2 separate regions of the Sus scrofa genome follow, and region 2 is linked to region 1. The links are chromatin contacts, called in public Hi-C maps. All regions are on one chromosome and are shown on one strand. The core of a region is the stretch at or near the end of the contact, and the rest is flanking DNA. Distances in the headings are between cores, read along the strand shown. Region 1 holds the start of CHFR (E3 ubiquitin-protein ligase CHFR). Region 2 holds the start of GOLGA3 (golgin subfamily A member 3).

What was found. Hi-C and Micro-C count contacts between places; a contact is called where the count stands out from the background.
Region 2: a contact with region 1 is called in a Hi-C map of liver, with 2.6 times the contacts expected there. The contact joins the promoter of GOLGA3 here to the promoter of CHFR in region 1. A contact is called at or near these places in 5 of 47 Hi-C or Micro-C datasets (blood, heart right ventricle, liver and 1 more) and 2 of 2 datasets of contacts at active chromatin or transcription factors (alveolar macrophages and skeletal muscle).

What each region holds. Positions count from the first base shown.
Region 1 is chr14:22,652,416-22,656,142 of Sscrofa11.1, reverse strand. It overlaps CHFR (E3 ubiquitin-protein ligase CHFR), which reads right to left and starts at 1,681. Exons shown (of 17, transcript XM_001928455.6): 1 at 1,576-1,681; 2 at 1,270-1,413. The coding sequence starts at 1,402.
Region 2 is chr14:22,687,648-22,691,374 of Sscrofa11.1, reverse strand. GOLGA3 (golgin subfamily A member 3) reads right to left here and starts at 2,071. Exons shown (of 24, transcript XM_021073868.1): 1 at 1,962-2,071.

The DNA of each region.
Region 1 (3,727 bases), core at 432-2,931:
AGAATGATAAATTATTGACAAACTAAATATTTCTGTTGACCCGATCAGTGCCCCTCTCTCCCAGGAGAAAAGCTACAAGGAAACTTAGCAGATGGTCCCCTCTAGTCCAGAGGCAGTAAGCTTGGAGGGTGAGGGCACTTTCTCTCACTAGTTGTATGACTTTTCTTCAACTTCTTAGCTTCCTTTGTTCTTTAAATCAACAAGTATTTAAGCAGCTCTACTCTAAGAGCTGGGCGTGGCATATAGAGTTCTTGGCAAGGGGCAGATCCGAGTAGCAGTCAGATCTAAGCCAAAGCTGCAGCAACACCCGATCCTTAACCCACTGTGCCAGACAGGGGATCGAACCTGTGACCCAGTGAGCTCCTAAGACACCACAGAGCCCACTGCGCCAAGCAGGAACTCCAAGATCCTTTTTTTTCCTTCTTTTTTAGCCTCAAGTGTGGCAAATGAAAGTTCCCAGGCTAGGGGTCTAATAGGAGCTGTAGCTACAGGTCTACACCACACCCAGGGCAACACGGGATCCAAGCCCCGTCTGAGACCTATGCCACAGCTCATGGCAACCCCGGATCCCTAACCCACTGAGAGAGGCCAGGTATCCAACCTGCATCCTCTCGGATACCAGTTGGGTTCGGTACTGCTGAGCCACGACTGAAACTCCCAGATCTTTTTTTGAATGTAGCTGCCTACACCTATAAATTTCCCTTGAGCACTGCTTACCTGCAACCCCCAAGTTTTGGTATGTTATATTTTATTTATCTCAAAGTATTGTCTAATTTCCCTTTTGATTTCTTTGACCCAATGGCTGTTTAAGGGTGTTATTTAATTTTGCACATATCGGTGGGTTTTCCAGTGTTCCTTCTGCTATTGATTTCTTTTCCGTTAAGGTCTGAGAAGACGCGTTGGGTGGTAATGAACTTGAAAACACTGACTTCTACGTAATAAATTAATGTACCACTTCATATAGCTGTAACGAGGATTAAAGAATCTGTACGAAGCACTCAGAAGTGACTGGGCAGAGCAATAAGTGAATAAATGGTAGCTATTACAGGAGAGCCCACTACACTGGAAAAACTGGAAAGCTCAGAGCGCCCCGCCCAGGGGCCTCCCACAGCGCGGTGGGTCCCGTCCTGCCCAGCTCTCGTCCTCGGGCCCCAGATCTCCGCCCTGGCCCCTGCTCGGGTCCCCCAGCACTCGGCCTCCGTCCACCGCCCCCATCCCGGACTCGTCCTCAGTCCGTCCCATGTCTCCCATCCCACCTCCGCCCCGTACCTTTTCTCCGCCCGATGGTCCACTCCCGCTTTCTCAGGAGGACGTGCGGCTCGCCCTCCTCGGCGCCCAGGCGGAGGAGCCTCCCCCACGGCTGCTGCTGCGGCAGCTGCTCTCCTTCCCCGGGCCGCTCCATCGGATTCACATCTGACGAGCCCCGGAAACGTCGGGTGAGACTCTGGCCGCAAAGGCGGGGGCTGGGGCCGCCGCTTCTCCCGCAGCTGCCCGGGCCTCGGCGCCCCCGCCACGCTGCTGCGGGCCGCGCCGCCGGCCTCCCCCGCGTCCCGCCCGCGCCAGCAGCCCGCTTACCCCCCGCCCCGCGCGGAACCCGGAACCGGCCGCGCCGCCGCCGCTGCTGTCAACAGACATCGCTGATCCCTCAGCTGATCCGCGGGGCGGGGCCAGCGGCGTCCGCGCCCTACGATTGGCGGGCGGTGGCGACCACCGAGCCTGGCGGCTAGAGCGGAACAGGGGCGGTGGCCATCTAGAGTGGACGTGGGGAGGTGAGCCGAGCGTGCGCAGACCGGAGGATGGGGCCGGGACGACATCTTTGATGCTGGCCGAGACCTCTAGATCTCCGAGGATCTCGGAAGTAGCTGCCGTCGACGCCATGATAAGTCCGGGCAAAAGGGACTGAGTAACTTGGGTATTGGGCACCGAAGCAAATTCTCAAAGCCGCGTTGGAAGGGCAGATGGCTTATAGATATGTGACAAACGACGAGATAAGTGCAGGTAGAAACTTTCGGATGTCTCTTTCTCCGCGATCAGAATGTTGCTAGTGTCCTGGGAGGGCTCTGGAGAGTGCAAGCATCTCCGTTGCCAGTCGTAAGAGTATAAATTGGACCGCTTCTTGGAGGGCAGCGGTGCACACATAGTCTTTTCATTTCAAACGCACGTTTCCTTTGACTCAGCGATTCCGCCTTTTGGAATCTAGCAGAAATAAGGTGTGTGTTCCAAAAAAGGCTGCACTAGGATCATCAGTGCTGGACGCCTGAAAGTGAACGGTGGGCGAAGACTTGGTGCGGGTGGGCCAGGAGCCGAGTCATGGACTGTGCGGTCCATGACTGCGCGGTTGAGAGGAACCAGACGATATCGGACGGAGACCTCCGAAGTGGAAGAAGGCACCCAAAGGAGCGAGGGAGACATCTTTCACTGTATATTCCTTTGTGTAATTTAAACTGCATCATTTGGTGATTTTTGTTGTTGTTTGTTTTTGCTTTTTAGGGCTGCACCCGTGGCATATGGAATTTCCCAGGCTAGGGGTCGAATCGGAACTACAGCTGCTGGCCTATGCTACAGCCACAGCCACAGTAATGGGGGATCCAAGCCAACCTACACCACAGCTCATAGCAACTCCAGATCCTTAACCCAGTGAATGAGGCCAGGGATGGAATCTACATCCTCATGGATACTACTAGAAGGGTTTGTAACCTGCTGAGCCACACCAGGAACTCCATGTCAACTTTGTCATAAAGTGCATCTCTCCTTGAGTTCCCATTGTGGCTCAGCACATTCAGGATCCAACACCGTGGGAGGGTGTGGGTTTGATCCTTGGCCCCCCTCACTGGGTTAAGGATCTGGCTTTGCCACAAGCTGGGGTGAAGGTCGCAGACGTGGCTTGGATCTGGTGTTGTCATGACTGTGGCATAGGCCTGCAGCTGTGTTTCCAATTTGACCCCTAGCCTGGGAACTTCCACATGTCACAGGTGCAGCCATAAAAAGAAGAAGAAAGTACATCTCTCCTGGTCTCAGATTCAGGTCATAGGAAAGACCAGAATTTAAAATTTCTCAGAGTTATCTCATGGCTCAGCAGATGAAGGATCTGGTGTTGTCACTGCTGAGGCTTTGGTTACAGCTGTGGCGTGGGTTCCATCCCTGGCCCAGGAACTTCTGCATGCTGTGGGGCATGGCCAAAAGTAAATAAATAAATAAAATTTCTTCAAAGAAATTTAGTTTGGATAGAAAAGAAGCAAATCACAGTACCTTATTGGACTCGGTGTTGGAGACACTATGTGCCTGGCTAATCAGGCCTTTAGTTCAAATGGAAATGCTATACTCAAGAACATAGCCAAGGAGTTCCGCTCATGGCTCAGCAGTAACGAACCCAACTAGTATCCATGAGGATGCGGGTTCAATACCTGGCCTCACTCAGTGGGTTACAGATCTGGCATTGCCATGAGCTGTATTGTAGGTTGCAGATGCAGCTCAGATCTGGCGTGGCTGTGGCTGTGGCGTAGGCCAGCAAATGCAGTTCCAATTCTCCCCCTAGCCTAGGAACTTACATATGCCGCAAGTGCAGCCCTAAAAAAGCAAAAAAAAAAAAAAAAAAAAAAAAGAACATAGCCCAGCAGCTGTACAAGAAGAACTGGCAGCTTCTCCCTGGTTGAAGCTTTTCCTCTCTGCCCCTTCCCATCACTTCAGCATATTCACTGGTTCAGGTTCAAAGAATCCTTGATTCAAA
Region 2 (3,727 bases), core at 822-3,321, 35 kb before region 1:
AATAAATAAATTTTTTAAATTTTTAAAGAATTTTGTTTTTTTTTTTTTTTTTAGACACACCCTTGGCACACGGAAGTTCCCGAGGCAGGGAGTGAATCCAAGCCAGAGGTGTGACCTACACCACAGCTGCAGCAACTTAGGATCCTTAACCCATTGCACTGGGCCAGGGATTGATCCATCACCTCCACTGAGATGAGCCAGATCATTAACCCACCGTGCCACAGTGGGAACTTCAGTAAATAAATGATTAAAACCTGGATTTCCCTGGTGGCTCAGCAGGATAAGGATCCAGCATTGTCACTGCTGTGGTGAGGGTTTGATCCCTAGCCTGGGAAGTATAGCCAAAAAAAAATAAAAATAATTAAATAAATAAGTTACAAGAATGTAATGTACAGCACAGAGAATACAGCCAGTATTTATATCAAATTACTATGTTTTACATCTGAAACTAACATTGCAAGTTAAAAAAGCACACTGCTGCTTAAGGCAACTGGCTTAAAAAAAATAAAAAAGACTACTTCTGAATTTGAGTTATGTCATATGATTTTTATTTCCTTTTCTTACCATTCGAGGTGCACTGCAACTGAAAGCTATCACTCCAGTAATGTTTGCAATATTTAAGGGATAATTTAAAATGTTAAAAAAAAAACCATGAGTCCCCAGTAAATGGCTTACAATGTCCCAGTGGTTTTCAATCACACTGACAATAAAATCTAAGCCTCTTACCACGAACTAGGAAGCTGCATACCGTCTAGCCCCTTCCTACATTGCATCCTTGTCCCCTCTCACTTTCTTCCTTTTTCATTACACGCTTGCCATACTGTATCTAAAAAAACACCAATTTACTCCTCCCTCAGGGCTTCACACTTGGTCATCTTGCCTGAAACAGTCTTATCGCATGTTTGCATGGCTAGTTTCTTGTCATAGAGGCTTTGACTCAAAAGTCACCTCCCCCAAGACCTTCTTATAGATCTGGCCCAAGCACCACGCAATACTCTCTCAGAAATGGCTTCATTTACTGTCTGTATCCCTCCACTACAGCGCGAGCTCAGTGAGGCCCTGACACGACTCCAATCCTATCACCCAGGATCTACAGTGAACAGTGCCGGGCACGACCGACACTCAGCAAAGAGCTGTTGAATGAAGGTCGAGCTGTTCACCTGCATCATACTAGAGACGACGCCTGGTCCCACTCCCTCTGGAAATTATCACTACACTGATGAAAACACCGCTATGAAACACATTCTGGTGAAACACCCAGAAATGAGATGGACTCGAGGTGGAGAGAGAGCAGAGCACACACGGATTCTTTAAACCAGGCTTCACACTAACCACCGGACACCATGTCACGCCTGTCATCTTGACAGAACTTCTACACAAGGACAAGAGATGTTTCTCTGCAGCTCCAACAGCAGCCGTGGGAACCTCTGAACAAATTACTCCCCGGCGCGCGTGGACAGCACTACGGAAGAACGCGAATGTTGGGATATTTATGAGGCCGGTTCCGCTAACAGCTGCACAGTGCAGCTTCTAGGCCCAGAGGCTACCAACGGTGAGGAGCCGGACTAGCGCGGGGCGTTGCCGCTCCAGGTGGAGCCTTGGCCGGCCCTTCGCGTGCGCCCAAAGCCCAGCCGCCCTTCGCCTGTCCCTGGCCCCGACCCAACCGCTGTCCTCCTGTTCCCCACGCCTTCCCCAGCCCAAGCCTCTGCCCAGGCACCGCCCCACGACCCTCACCCCTGCGCTGCGGAAGCCGCGGCGAACGCCCGGCCCGGCTGCTCTGGCTGAGACGTGGCTGCGCGGGGGGCGGAGCACGGCGCGGCGACGGAAAATGACCCCCCGGAAGCCTGCGTGCGCTGTCTCCGTTCCGGAAGAGAGAAAGCCCTCTTCTGTTAGCCAGCAGCTGCCCTCGGGCCCCGAATGCTCCGGCCGCAGGGCTGGAATCCAGCCTAGTCGAAACTCGCCTGAGACGGACTTCAGGAAGCGAATTTGGAGCACCTTCCCTTGTTAAAAAGTAGCTTCGGGACTGGCCGGACCAACTCCGACAGGAAGCCGGACAATTGAGCTTCCGGCGGAAGTGGCGTGGCCAGGCTCTGGTCCCCGCCCCGCCCTAGCTGTCAGGGTGTCGGCGTAGCCATTCCACCCCGCCCCTACCTCGTTGGGGGTTGGCTAGTAAGCACGCGGGGGTGGGGTCTGTGAGGTGCAGAGTTGTGGCTCTGGCACCTGTTCGTCGCCCCTGAGCACCAACCTTCCACCGCGCCAGTCCTCACTTATCTTTCAGGTACCAGTGCAAAAGTGACTCCTGCTTTGGGGCGGTAGCAGTGTTTTATCTTTAAAAAAAACATTGTTGGCATAGGCATGAGGTTTAGGTGAAGGGCTTTTAGGGTTTAGGTAAAGAACACAAAGGAGTTCTCTTGTGGCACGGTGGGTTAAGGATCTGGCGTTGTCACTGCAGCGGCTTGGGTCCCTGCTATGGCACGGGTTCCTTCCCTGGCCCAGAAACTTCCACGTGCTGTGGGCAAAGCCAAAAAAAAAAAAAAATCAGTTGGCTGTTTGTTGAATGTTTCTGGGTTCTCTGCCCTGGTCCATTGATCTCCATGCCTTCTTGTAACACCACAGTCTTCACCAAAATAGCTTTACAGCAAGCCACAATATGGGGTGGAAGATTCCTCCCACTTTATTCTTTTTTTCATTTTGGCAGACCCTCAGCATAAGAAGTTCCGCAGCCAGAGATCAGATCCAAGCCAAAGTTACCACCTATGCCACACCTGTGGCAACCCACAGCTTAACCAACCATGCCAGGCCAGGGATTGAACCTATGTCCCAGAGTAGCAGAGACACTGCCAATCCCATTGTGCCACAGCAGGAACTCCTTATTTTTATTATTATTATTTATTATTAAGGTATTATGTGTATACAATATAATTAGCCCATTTTATGTGTTCAGTTCAATGATTTTTAAAGTAAGTTCAGTTACACTTACTAAATTTTAGTAAATAACACTGAGCTTAATCCATTTAGTTGAAGCTGGATCTATTGCAGTTTGTTGTAGAACACTTTGATAGCTCCAAGGATCCCTCTTGTCCATATACACTCTGTTCCCCTCCACCAGCCCCTGACAACCACTAATCTGTTTTCTTTCTCTATTGATTGGCCTATTCTGTACATTTCATATAAATAAAATCTCACACCATGTGGCCTTTTGTGACTGCCTTCTCTTTTACTTAGCATAGTATTTTGAGGTTCATCTGTGTGTTACCATGTTTCAGAACTTAGCTCCTTTCACAGCTGCATAATACTTATTTAGATATACCCTGTTTTGTTATCCACTAGCCAACCCACCTTTCTTCTTTCCTTCCTACCTTCCTTCCCTCCCTCCCTCCTTCCAATTCACTGTGGCCCATGTATGCCAAGTACTATTTTTTTTTTTTACAAGTAGTTCTTTTTGGGTTTTTTTTTTTTGGTTTTTTTGTTTGTTTGTTTGTTTGTTTGTTTGTTTGTTTTTGTCTTTTTGCCATTTCTTGGGCTGCTCCCGTGGCATATGGAGGTTCCCAGGCTAGGGGTCCAATTGGAGCTGTAGCTGCCAGCCTACGCCAGAGCCACAGCCACACGGGATCCGAGCCACGTCTGCAACCTACACCACAGCTCACGGCAACGCCGGATCGTTAACCCACTGAGCAAGGGCAGGGACCGAACCCGCAACCTCATGGTTCCTAGTCGGATTCGTTAA